Regions from separate parts of the Mus musculus genome. Here region 1 is linked to region 2. Evidence: chromatin contacts called from public HiChIP or PLAC-seq data. All regions are on one chromosome and are shown on one strand. The core of a region is the stretch at or near the end of the contact, and the rest is flanking DNA. Distances in the headings are between cores, read along the strand shown. Region 1 overlaps 2610035D17Rik (RIKEN cDNA 2610035D17 gene). Region 2 has its middle 120 kb from the start of Gm39467.

The links. HiChIP or PLAC-seq counts read pairs in DNA pulled down with a chosen protein or histone mark.
Region 1: a contact with region 2 is called in an HNF4G HiChIP or PLAC-seq map of pancreatic cancer cells. The contact joins two enhancer-like sites. A contact is called at or near these places in 9 of 484 Hi-C or Micro-C datasets (the AML12 cell line, cerebral cortex, cranial neural crest and 5 more), 5 of 115 datasets of contacts at active chromatin or transcription factors (astrocytes, differentiating embryonic stem cells, neural progenitor cells and 2 more) and 1 of 9 other capture datasets (embryonic tail).

The regions. Positions count from the first base shown.
Region 1 is chr11:113,142,935-113,150,153 of GRCm38.p6, forward strand. All of the region lies in intron 1 of 2610035D17Rik (RIKEN cDNA 2610035D17 gene), which reads right to left. The region is part of intron 1 of LOC115487747 (a long non-coding RNA gene); the gene reads right to left. Among named protein-coding and RNA genes, the nearest start is that of Gm39467, 12 kb to the left of the region's middle. Within about 2 kb of position 4,832, at least 34 of the 459 cell types and tissues checked have an H3K27ac peak or open chromatin away from gene starts, as enhancers often do. A contact at or near this core is called in pancreatic cancer cells, where this site is marked.
Region 2 is chr11:113,006,837-113,013,283 of GRCm38.p6, forward strand. No RefSeq gene overlaps it. Among named protein-coding and RNA genes, the nearest start is that of Gm39467, 120 kb to the right of the region's middle. Within about 2 kb of position 1,970, at least 38 of the 459 cell types and tissues checked have an H3K27ac peak or open chromatin away from gene starts, as enhancers often do. A contact at or near this core is called in pancreatic cancer cells, where this site is marked.

The DNA of each region.
Region 1 (7,219 bases), core at 3,582-6,081, 140 kb after region 2:
GTAGAGAAGAGAAGGGAAGGATCCACTGTGAAATATGAGACCCTTCCAGAGATAAATGCAAGGGTAGGCAAACCCAGTGAAGTAGCACAAGAATCTAAGAGTGCTGAAAGAGTCGGGCAGAGGGAGCACTGTGGGTGACTGCCAATCTTTCAAGTCTTCCCTGCCCCTCTCAGAGGATAAGTAGGGTGATTTACTTTCTGGGTTGTAAGCAGAGTGGAGGAGGGTGGGAGAGCTTCTATGCCAGATGATTCTGGAAGCAGCCTGCCCTCACCACCCAGGCCATCCCAGGGCAGATGACAGACGGTATGAGCTGTTGGGAGCTGTGAGGTGTTCAGCTCCTACGCCAGTCTTCTCCAGAAGGGGCTGAATTTGGGTGCCTATGTTCACAGTTTCCTTCGTGTGGACATAGTCCAGATGCCATAAAGGTTAGCCATAGTGTGGGCAGGTGTCATTCACTCAATAGCCCAAGAGCCTGCTGTCAACCAGACATTGGGGACACAATGTGGACTAAACCCAGTCACCTCCCCAGCATAGTGGTGGGGACCGATGTTGACTAAGCAAACATAATAAATATAGAAGTCCAAATTGGGATGCTCTTTCCAACTGTTGGCAATCTGCAGTATAAGGTAGCCAACAAACTCAAGACAGCCATGATGGAGCTGGACCCTGCCAAAGAAACTCTTGATCTGCCCTTGACTCTGGATAAGTTAAGCCTCTTTCTCGGCTACAAAATGGGTCACCAAAGAGACACACATTTCAGGAATTAGCTAACTGAAAAACCTCGATAACAGCTAGCTTGTGTTAGCAGAAGGAACTTCTGGACGTTAAGATGTTAAGTTGTTGAGGCTCAGAATGTCTCTTAGCACAGTCTAGAGACCCCCCACTCATCTCTTCCCCAGCAGCCAGACCTGGGCTTTCCTCATCTCTCAGGAGACTCTGATAGACTTCTTCCAGCTGACTCCAGCCAGAACCTCTGAGCACTGCCATTATTACAGTCCTGGGTCTCTTTAAGCAGCCACTGCCAGCACTGTGGGGGATTCGTGGTGATTCAGCCCTGGCCCAGTGAGCTGGACACACAATCGCTCAGCCAGGATATGGCCATGAGCCCACAAGCCGCTGCGAGGAGACAAAGCTGTTCTTGGGCCTTCTAAAGTTCCCCCTGACCCCTGCTGTGTTCGATGGGCAGGCATATTCTGTCCAGCCTCTATCCCCAAGGTGGACTAAGGCTGGCTTCACTCTCTTGGGGGCTTGAAGGCAAGACAATTGTTCCAGCAGAGAAATCAGACAACTGACAGAAAACAAAAACAAAAAAGAAAAAAGAAAGAAAACCAAGCATGTTTCCATCTCCCTTCACGAAGCTTATCTGTGCGGAGGCCCCGTCTCTGCTCATGTCCTCTTTGGATGGGGAGGAGGGGCAGCAAAGGGGCTTTATCAGACTCATTCAAATGTGCTGCTGGTCCTGGGAGCTCAGGAATACGGCTTTGAGGGCTGCCTGGCCAGTTTCCATCCTGTTTCCAAGCAACCTGACATGCAATCCATCCATCGGAACCTTATCACGGAGTCAGTGAGCCGGAAGGCGCTGAAGAGCTCTCTGCCCGGACTCCCTACACCAAAGCCTGAGGGGAGACTCCTGGAGATTGGAAAAGAAGGTACAGTCTTTGCCCAGGGCTCACAGTGACCCCAAGAATTAGAGAGTAAGACCAGGACTGGTGGTGCAGGCCAAGGGTCCTGGACGCTCAGGACGCTGTAGCACAGAGATCAAAAGATCAAGGTCTCTCTGGGCTGGAGTGAATTCAAGGCCAACCTGGGAACTTAGTGTGACCCTGTCCCAGGGACTGAAAATGGAAACTGGGCAGTAGCTAAGTGAGGAGAGGTTGTCTGGCATATGGTGAGCCCTACATTCAACCCCAGGTAATGGGAGAATGACACAAAAAAACAGGGAGAGAGGGCTGAAGGAGGGAGGGGGAAAGAGAGAGAGAGAGAGAAGGAAGGAGGGAAGAGAAAGAGAGGGAGAGAGGAAGGGGAGAGAGAGAGGAGGGAGAGAGAAGGAGGGGAAGAAGAGAGGAAATGGAGGGAGGGAAGGAAGGAGGGAGGGGACCTAGATTTGAGCAGAGCTGAGGCCAGGTAGCTCACTTCAGGACCCTGCCCACTTATTCGCCTTCTTGTTTCCCGGTGCAGTTCACACAAGGGTCTTGTAAGAATATGCTCTGGGAAGGAAGAGCAAGCATGTTAGATCTCCTTTTGCCTCTCTTGTAGCTATGACCACCCTTAAAATGCACAGGCAAAGATCTAACAGTGTTCCTTCAGTTTCCCCAAAGCAGAAAGCAAAGGGGTCCTTCACCTGTGTCTGTCACCAAGGCTACTTCTCATTTTGCTTGAAACGGCTGCAGTTCAAGACCTGTTGACATCCCATGTGCTGAAGCCCCTGAGCACAGTGCTGGCAGTGGCTGCTTTAAGAGTCCCAGGGTTGTAATAATGGCAGTGATCAGAGGTTTGGGCTGGAGTCAGCTGTGAACTCAGAGTCACAGTGTTCCAAGCCTGCTTCTCAGGAGGACCTTAGACAGAAAAGCCTGCCCTAAAAGTCAAACTGCACTAAACACCAACTGAGGATGGTTATTACTGTATATACACCACACAGCACCAATTCTGACTCGAAAATAAAGTGCACAGCATCCCCTTTTCTGATGAAAACTACACACATCTATACTCACAATGGCACAGAGATGCTATGAAAGAAATGGACAGCGTTTTGTTTTGAGTATGTGACACTTATTTTTTTAAATTTGAGAAAAAAATGAAAGCTCCCTCCTTTAGGATACAAAACGTGAGTTCAAAGAGCCAAGCAAGGCAATAACTGACCTCCTCTGGGTCCTTCCCCAGGAAGATGCTTGACCAAAAGGCCACTGAACACTGGCCAAGAATGGGCGCCACAGCTGGGCAGTGGGCCCCACCCAGAGGGCAGCCCACCCCCTCCCTTTACACCACAAGACACACAGGCCAAGGGCCAATGATCCCCAGGCATGAAACCAAATGAACAAAGAGGTTACACAACTCCGTAATCACATGAGAGCCAAGATGGGACCTGACATCATAAGACCACCAAAGTCTCCCCAGCCTTTAGTGTGAGCTCATAGGATAAATAAACAACCGTGATTAATCAGATTATAAATATATAACAATAAACAGCATAAACATAATAATCAACTTCTCAGAACCATACTTGAGTCCATAAAGTTAGCTTTCTGCCAACATACAAAGGGGCAAGAGGCTCAGGGGGACCTATGAATCCTTTTCTACTTTCTGGAACCCATTGCATGTCACCCAAGATTAATACACCTGTGGCCATGGCCCTGCAAGGTCAGCTTGGTGAAACTGAAACACGAGAGAATGTAAAATGGCTGTGGATTGGGACAAAGTCCAAAGACAGGATGGCAAAAGAAAAATGAGAAAAAAAAGAAAGAAGAAACAGGGCCACTTAGTTGCTGTTTTGGGTAGAAGCAAGACTTCCTCTTTGTCCCAGATCTGAGTCCTGAAAACTACAAATGTGCATCTAATTTAAAGACACGCTGAAGTCCTATGAACTTTCTAGAATTTTCCAAACGCTCAAAAATCATGGCAAACATCAACAGGGTAGAAGTGGAGGGTTCCATACTGATAATTTCTTGAGTCCAGATTTTACTGATAGCCAGTAGGTTGTACATATCCATATCACAGGTACCAGACCCAGTGACTGACTGCTGTTAGTGAACTCACCATGGCCCTGGAGGTGGATCACCCATCTTGTTCTGTGGGTGGAGATACCAACATCACAAAGCCAGGCGACTGTAGAGCCAGGACTCCAACCCCACACCCTAATGTTATACATGACTTTCACATGATATGTCAGGTTTGGAAACAGAACCTGGGAGGACAGTAACTGTGGGAAGAAGGAAAAGAGAGACCTGGCCGTTTCAGCAAATTAGGAATGACCTCGCTGAACACACGGAGGTGGGGGGGGGGACGACTCAGCCATTGACGGTGACACCAGGAGCTCATGCCAGGAATAAGGAGCTGCTGCCAGAGACAAGTTGAGTCACCCACCAGCTCCTACCAGTCGCCACACTGTTCCTTGGAAGACCTGGGTTTTGGAAGGCAAACATGGATGGCAGGACCTTGACGCTATCCTGCTCAGTAAGAGGAACACAGGGCACACAGCGATGCTGTGTGGCAAATCCATGCATGGCACAGACGAACAGTGCGGTGGTTGCTATGGGTGGGGCAGACTACCTGGTGAGGATGGGGACAAGGGCCTGATGGGTGTGCCCTTTCCTTTGGAATGGTATGTGTCTATGTCCAAACCCTTCAAAATTGCGTCTATCAAGTACATGCAACTTTTGCATAGCAATTATAGCTTAAGAAAGGCGACAGTGGTAAGAACTATACTATACTGTGAATGTCCTTATTGCAGCTGAATTATACTGTGCAAAATGGTTAAAACTGTTGATTTGATATTATATGCATTCTGCCACAGCTAAAAAGGAAGCAACTCTCTGTTAAAGAGCCTCTGACCTTGTTCAATCAAGCATGAGACGTATGCATGGAGCCAGGGCTCGGGCTCTGTGACCACTGGGCTCAGAACTGGACGTTCCCCTAAGACCCTCAAGTTTATACAGTCATGTTTAGAGAGAGGGTGGGGCAGGCGGGAGGAAAGGAAGGAGGGCGCCAGCAGCCAGCTGCTGGCCAGGAGCTAGAGCGGCCTCCTGGGCTCAGGCAGCCCGCACCCTGCAGCCCCCTGGCCTCGGCCCACCTGGCAGGCACCATGGCTACTTTCATGAGGCTGGGAGCCCAGTGTCCTTGGTCTGCATTAGAGAGTCAACAACCATTTATCTGGACCAGGCGAACAAGGCGGCGTCAGTGGCAGAACTGACAATATTTAATGACTGGGGGTGGGGACACTTTGTAGGTTGGAGGAAGGCTGGAAGGAAAGGAACCAGAGAGCGTGCTGAGAACTCTGGGGAAATTCTGTGTGGGGGTGGGGGTGGGGGTGGGGAGAGAGATAAAAGGGGCTATAAAGCAATTTTGACAGGTTAACAGACAGGTAATATTCTAGCAGTGTTTACTTAACCAGGCTAGCGCTTCATGCAGCGCAGAGGAAGCTAGGGCACGAGAGCCTGGGCAGCCGAAGCCTGCAGGCAAACAAAGATCCAGTCAGAGAAAACCAAATACAGCCAGGCCCATGCTGGCAGCCCTGTGGCCTCTCCTCCGGCTCGGAAGCCACCCGGAGATGCTTCCGGGACACCCATCTGTGAGCGAACTTCCAGCCTGGTTCTTCCAGGTACCGCCACGTGGAACATAGCCTGGCTTCTAACTGCCTTGTCAGACCACCAGATCCACGTGTCCACCTCAGAGACTCATCTTAGAGGGCCGGACTTTGAGCTAGGTTTCGTGGCCCCGGCCTGTAATCTCAACACTGGTAGACTGAGGTGGGAGGGCTATATATTCAAGGGAGGAATCACATAGGCAACTTGAGGTACACAGCAAGACCCGACCCTGTTATCTAAAAACAAAACTCAAAGTAACACAATAGCTAACTAAGCAAGGTGACATGGCCCCACCAGTGTCCCAGGGCTCAGAATATTTACCATTGATGAAATGCATGTCAGCTCTAAAACTCCAATCTACCTCACCCAGACCCAAAGCCCCATCCCGGTATCTCCTCACTCTTATACACTAGGTAAACTCCAAACTCTGAGCCTCAATATCCACATCTATTGGATAATACAATATCTCTTGCCAGGTTGGTATATTGTTAATGATTATGAATTCATGTCACTGATGCAAATAATGTATAATAATTATGAGGAATAAAATACATGCAGATTAAAGAAATAAATGTGGATTGACGATGGGAGAAACCATATGCATCTTAGATTCCTTCTAGAAGTCTCTGGCACCTAGCGGGATGGTGATGATCTGAATACAGCAATCCCACCTATAGACTTAATCTTGAAAATCTGTGCACATCATTGCATGGCAAGACCTGCCTTCATAGAATAAAGAAAAAAAATCTCCTTACAGGAACCAGAAGAGGTGTTGTGCTGACTGAGGAGCCAGGGAAAAACACCCAAGACACCCTGGTTCTCCGAGGCCCTGGCAGCCCCGCTGAGTAACTGGATATGGCTGGCTCCATGTTCATGTATTTCTCCGAGAACATAAAAGTGTTCAAAGCCATTGAACCAGCACTCGAGGGGTGCCAAGATCATGACTTCATTTCCTACAGGCTTGCCTGCCTCTGTTACAGGACACTATTCTGAGGTTGGATTATATATTTTTAGGTTATTTGGAAAATCATTGTGGCTTTAAATAATAAAATTCTGAGTGACATCTGTCAACCTCAATTACGCTGAGCCTGCTAAGCAGAGTTTTCTTTCTCTCCCCCCTCCCTTTTTTTATTCATTTTTAAAAGTGCAATGAAGTAAGTGTTACCCAGAAAGGTTTGCAAGAGTCTGCAAGGTTGTGTATTAAACACTTTATTGAAACTGGTCCCAAGGGCTTACACTAGAGACTCTGCTACAGGCCTGGGGTGGTACACACAAGGGCTGAACTTGGTAGGAACCAGCAATATCTATGAAAAAACCACAGGGCCATCTGGTCAACCTCTTCATTGTGCCATCAGGGAAGCAGAGACCCAAGGATTCACATTCATAGTTGGCCACAAGGAAACCAGGACACAATATAGGTTTCCCCTAGGCTCTGTTCAGTAGAATTCTCCAAACTATCCTGGAGGCTCATCATTTTCTCCTGTTCCGTTGATGAGGTTCCCAATGGCTATGCCAGTCAGCAATCTCACAGATGCCTCTGTTCATCCCCATGAATCTCTGCCCGTCCTGTTTTATTTTAAAGATTCAATCATTATCCTTACTTTGAAAAGTATGTCTTGATTTTTCATCATTTGAGTCTTACCTTAAAAAGCTGTGATGGTTTGGAAGTTCTATTAGCAACATAAACGGCAAATGTCTGAAAGCAGCCACCATCCTCTTGAGAGGTCAGGGACCCTCCACTCAACATCTCTCCAAAGCCATCCATTACACACACACACACACACACACACACACACACACACACACACACATCCATTCACCACCAACAAGCCTTGAGCATCTAGGATTGTTAGAATTCCCTGTACTAGAGGAAAATATGTATACACAGGAAAGTTGCACCCAAGAGCTTAAAATGAATA
Region 2 (6,447 bases), core at 720-3,219:
TAACCTTCCCAACAACTGTAGAAATAGGAGAGCAAATTAGCCCCATTTACAGATGGAGAAAGTGAGGCTCGAAGAAGCCATACTGCGGGGAACTGGGGAGACTGTTCAGTAAACAAGTGCAAAGACTTGAGTTTGATCCCCAGAACCTGTAAGAGAGGTGGTGCACTCTTGTACTTCAAGGGCTGAGAATATGGGAGAAAGGAGGGTTCCTGGGGCTTGCTGCTCAGCCAGCCTAACCTACTTGGCTAGCCCTAGGTCTGTGAGAAAGCTTATCTCAGAAAAGGGTGAGCAGTACCTGAGAAATAGACCTAGACTCATTCATATATATGCACACACACCTCGTACACATGTGCTCAGGAACACACACATGCACACACACACCTCATCCATACACATACCTCACACACATATGACTAGGAACACACACATATACACACTTCATACACATGTGCACAGAAACACACACACAGGCACACAAACCTCATATATATGTGCATAGGAATATACACACATGCACACACACACATACATACCTCATATACATGTGCACAGGAACACACACACCTCATACACACGTGCACAGGAACACACATATGCACCCACATACCTCATATGCATGTGCACAGGAACACCACACACACACAACACGAGTCACCTGTTGCACAAAACTTGCAAACCTCAGCCTGAATCTAGCAAGATCTTTTTTGAGCAGACGCAGGCAGTGGTCAACAACTGGAGGCTTTCAAGGACCCATGGAAACACTTGAAACTCTTTTTTTAAGAAAGAAAGAAAGAAAGAAAGAAAGAAAGAAAGAAAGAAAGAAAGAAAGAAAGAAAGAAAGAAAGAAAGAAAGAAAGGAAGGAAGGAAGGAAGGAAGGAAGGAAGGAAGATAGACAGACAGACAGACAGACAGAAAGGGAAAGGAAAGGAAAGGAAAGGAAAGGAAAGGAAAGGAAAGGAAAGGAAAGGAAAGGAAAGGAAAGGGAAAGGAAAGGAAAGGAAAGGAAAGGAAAGGAAAGGAAAGGAAAGGAAAGGAAACTATTGGTTCCCAAATACAGAGAACTTTAATTCCCATTACAGATTTTAAGTTACCTATTTACAAAATAGCAGTGTCTGCTATGGCCGTTAGTCAACTCTCAGTTATAAGAGAAAAAAAAAGAAAGAAAGAAAGAAAGAAAGAAAGAAAGAAAGAAAGAAAGAAAGAAAGAAAGGAAGGAAGGAAGGAAGGAAGGAAGAAAGAAAGAAAGAAAGAAAGGAAGGAAGGAAGAAAGAAAGCAAGCTGGAATCACAAGGTTAGATTTTTTTTCCTAACTCTCGAACCAACCAAAAGTTATTACCTTCCCCCATTCCCCTTTCCCTTATGAAATTACATTTAATGTGGGGTGGGGTGGGCTTTAATGTTCTTGGGTGGGATCCCTAAAACTAAGACGCCTTGGAGACTCCTAATTTCCTACACTAGCCTAGTGGTTCTGAGCCTTGCTACACTATATTGCAAGATCCAAGGGAATAACTCAGAGTCTATGACATCACATAGGCCTTTTGTTCTTGATATTTTTATATTAATCTACTCATCAATCTCTCCTATATCTTCCCTTGTAGTATATACTCAGGTTGGAAGGCATAAAGCTGTTATTTCTTCCAAAAACAATCAGCAGTGCTCTAACACAAAGGATCTGGAGTAAGTCTGAGGCCCTAGGGAGATGGTGCTATTGGCTTATAGAGTATTTCAGGATGGCTATGACCGGGGGCAAGACCAACTGGGGACTGGACTCTGTCACGGGTTCAGCAAGAACTTGGCCCAGCTCAAACAGACCAGCTCACCCCTGGGGGCAGGACCAGGCTGTTCCATGGGAGTTGAATAGGTCATTGGCGCAGGAAGTTTGCCAAACCTCATGTCCATCTGTCTGCAGAGAAGTCACATGCAGTGTGCTGGTCACCACAACCCCTTGCTTCCTTGAGGGAGTGTCCAGGCCAGGAGTGTTGGGCTTTTTGCCCAGCTATCAGGAGGCTCCCTACCCCTCACCCTCACGAGGCCCTTTGTATCCATCAGAAGCCAAAGCAAATAAACAAAAGCAAAGTTTTGATCTAGAGAGAGTTCTAGACAATCCTGCTAAAGGGAAGCAGTGGAGAGCTTCAGGGTGGTGCTCACATTGACCCCTCCTAAGCACCACTCCAAACAATCAACAGCCCTGGGCTTCTTCCCGTGTTTGGGAGAAGATACCTTTGAGTAGCTGTCCTGAGACCTCAGGGCTATCATAACTCTAGTGGTTCTGAGAGGCACAGTTGTCCATTTGCAATAGGAAGGATTCAGAGACCCTGAGTGGCTGGCATAAAGGCACATGGTAAGGCCGTCAGTGAAGGCAAGATTGCCATCCTGAGAGTAGTTAGGCTTCTACAATTGCTCTGGTGTCCCCCTGGCCGTTCCTCCAAAAGAAAGTGACCTCAAATCTTCCACTTTGGAATACAAAACCCCAGAGGCTGTGGGCCCTGCTGGGAGAAGGTCCCCGATGATGAATAACTCAGGTTTTTGACTCCCGAGTAATGTTTGTGTCCCCAGGACCTGGTAACTTAGATGATATTTGTCACTCTCATGCTTTGACTAAGCCAGGAGCTGACTCCTGCTGGCTGAGTGGGTAGGTGTGGCCACCCTCCCACACAACCCTCCCATGCACCCCTCCCACACAGAGCCACTGCAGCTTCTCCTGAGCTAGTTACCTCACACCCACCCACCAGCCACCCACCAAGGCAGGGCAGCTTACGTTTGGGCTGTCAGTGGCTTCTCACTTTCTGTCAGTTCGGGGTTCCTCCCGTGGGGCACCCGGAACATTCTCTCAGAATGGAACTGCTCCACCCACTTCATGCTTCCCAGTATAGGCAAAACTCATAAGACACCCCCAAAACGCACTCAGCAAGTTCAGGATATGTTACGAGTCTGCAACATCTTAAGGACATTCAGAAGACTAGGGGGCCTCCTAAACCCGTACTGTGTCTAGCAAAATAAGCTCTCAGCTTAGTCTCTAGCACCTAGCCATCCTGTCCCATCAGTCAAGGGCCCTGGAGTTACCTGAAACAAACAGACTGTGCCTTCAAGGAGCTCTGGGGCTGGGGAGGAAGACTTTTAAGGACACAGGTGGACCGGGGCTGGAGATGTAGCTTTGTTGGTACAGTGCTTGCTTAGCTTGCCTTGAGCCCTGGGTTCAATCTCCAGCATCACATAAAGTAAGCATCACTGTAATCCTGATACCTCGCGGGTAGAGTTAGGAGGGCCACAAGCTCCAAATCATCCTTGGTTACACAGCGAGTTTAAGGCCAGCCTGGACTATCTGAGATTCTGTCCCAATCCCCACTCCCCAAAAATTCAGGGCCTGCAGAGATGGACCAGTGGTTAAAAGCACTTGCTGAGAAAAACATAAGAACCCACATAAAACCCGGGTGTCGTCATGTGCACAGGTAACCCCATTGCTGTGGGGAGTGGAGACAAAAGATCACTGGGACTGCTGGCTGCTGGCTGCTGGCTGCTGGCTGCCGGCTGCCAGCCTAACTCCTAGGTCAGTGAGGACTCTGTCTCAAGGCAGAATTGATAGTACAAGATATTGGACCTGTTCCTCTAGCCTCTGCACGTGTGCACAGATATGCACATCTGCATACGCACATGCACACAGTTTCAAGTTTAAAAATTCAAACAAAGTGATGGGGGCATTGTATACCATACAACTCGAAGCCAGAAGAGGGGGCTTCACAGATATAGATAAGGCAGCCTGGAGTGACAGCAGATTAACTCACTCTCCCACCCATGAAAAGTCCACTGGCAGACTAATCCAGGAGTTGGGAGGGAGCTATTGCTTGCATTAGAGTCTAGAACCTAAAGCTCACCCCCGCTAGCTCCATTTGATGCGGCCTGACTAGACAGAAACTCACACAAGTTTGTCCAGGGGTATTCTCCCTGAGAAATCACAAGGGTCTTCAGGCCCTGTCCCTTGGGCTGGTAGCAGATTCTCTAGAACCAGGAGGCTAGCATGCGAGGGCCTCAGTCAATGGAGTTTGTGTCACTGGAGGCAATCAATATGCAAGCCTGAAAGACAGGCTCAGGAGTGTACCGTGGGCAGGCAGGGGTGTGGAGGGTGAGATTTCCTTTTGGCTGGGTCATCTTTCCCATGATCATGTTAAGTCTCAACTATTTCCAGTAAATGTGTCTGTACACAGGACAGTGGGTCACCTTCTGGTCCCAGCTGCTGCCAGGAACAGTGGTCAACAGCGAGATGTCTGATTGCCAGCCTGATCCCGTGACTCATTCATCAGGGACTCCAGAATGAGTTGGCTGAGCTTAGGCAGGCTTCTTCCAATAAGAGGGCAGACACCCTCAGGTCACTCAACTCCAAGGTGGCTCCACAGGACGAAGGCTCTAAGGTAGTGGGCACACAGCCTAGCATGTAGAGGCTTATGACATACAAGGTATCGGATGCCTTTCCTCTTGGCTGATCAGAGTGCTAGGCTCTAGGCTACAGATTCGGTAACATTATTTCAGCTCTCCAGGAGCATGTTAGATGATTTTCCCTCCATCTACAAATGAAGAAACTGAAGGTCAGTAACTCTTGCTGAGCCACCCCATCCAAGTGGCTGCACAGAGTACTACAGCTGCTTCATCTGACCCCAATGTTGTCTCTCCTCCAGAGCCACCTTCTTCTAGTTATTCTAAGGGCAGATGGGCAGGACTGACTGAGAAATAGGGTACGGAGAGTTAGAGAGAAACAGGGTGCCAAGAGCTAGCACGAGGCTTGAAATGCAGGCGGTTGGTCACAGCTTCTCCAACCTGCCTTCACCTGATGGGCTCAGACCAACAGAGGTCCCGCCAAGAAGTGGGCAACCAGTTGAAGCCTGTGCCTCCACATTCTGTTTCCCATCTTCTGCCAGCTCTGAAGTGCCAGGCAGCCACCTCCCTACCACCCAGAGAGGACAGAGAACACCAGTGCCTGGCACAAAAGCCCGCCTCTGGGGCCTGGTCCCTGGCTCATTGCACTCAGCTGTCGGATTAAAGGGGCTCAGACTAAGGTCGTCCTGCTTGGAAACTGGCAGGGCTACCCTACACCAAGGCAGGAGGCCCTTCCTTCCTCTGGGCTCTCCAGGAGGCCATCAGACATCCTGAAGGAGCCATGGTCAGAGAACACAGGTTAGGTTAGCATCCACTTTTCTTTCTAACCATTACAGAAGGCAGGAGTCCTCAGAGGCCCCAGGTGATCTTTCTCTGGGAGAAGGAAGTTCAGAATAGTTGGGAGTTCCTGGATGGAGGACACTGGCCTAACGCTTAAAGGTATGGTCCTGTTCCACGGAAGACTTCCTGCTCATGGTTTGTTTAGGGTAGATCACTTCAAAAAGGCCTACAACCACGTCATGAAGAAAATCGCAAACTATGATCCAGGGGGAAAAACCAGGTCAAGCTTCGTGGAACTAGGCCACCAGCAAGGAGTCTCTGGCGCCCAGTGTTTACAAAGCCGGGCACTCATGGTACATGGAAAACATCAGCCATCCAGGGAGGTTAGGTTAGGTTAGCCCTTTTCTTTTTCTTCTTCTTCTTCTTCTTCTTCTTCTTCTTCTTCTTCTTCTTCTTCTTCTTTTTTTTTTTTAGATGGGCTAAGGTGATGGTTGCAGATACCGCAGGTACACAGCAAGGACGTGTATCCAGATCCACCGATCCAAAGCTGGTACATCAATTCCACCCAAACCATCGGTAAATAATTCCGAGGGTGCTTCTCCACCGCCGACAGACACCCTCTTCCAAAGCCGGATTTGGAAGCATAGTGTGTTAGTTCATTTTCTCCTCGCTGTGACAGAAGACACTAAAGAAAGGAAGGGCTTGGTTTGGCTCTCAGTGTAAGAAGGGACACAGCCCATCATGTCACTGTGGCAGAGGTGTGACAAAGGCTGATCACACTGTGTCCGTGGACAGAAAGATGCTGTGAGCTTGAGTTCTCTGCTGCCCACCCCACTCCTTTCTATTCAGAATGGCACCCCAGCTTCCCGGACGGTACCACCCACCTTCATGTCTTCCTTCCCCAATTAAACCTCTCTGAAAAAAGCCTCACAAAAACCCAGAGGTCTGTCTCCTGGGCAACTCCAAATCCAATCATGTTCAAGATAAAGATTAATCACACGTATCCGTAGCCATAGACTTATACTTATTGGAGGCCACTCACTGTGAGGGTTCCAGGCTTGCAAGCCAGCTCAGATCCAGTCTGGGTTCGTGTGATCCTGCGTCGGTGACTGAAAAGGGGGAATTATATAGGTAAAGGGTTGAGGCTGGGTGCTCAGATACCCTAAAAGTTCCATTCATCAAAGCTCTCATTCCTATCATTAATATCAACGTAGACCTGACTCTGAAAGACCCAGGTCCTACGATCAGGCCTGCCTGCACTGCCTCCTCTTACCCTCAGCCTAGGAGCAGGTTTTCTG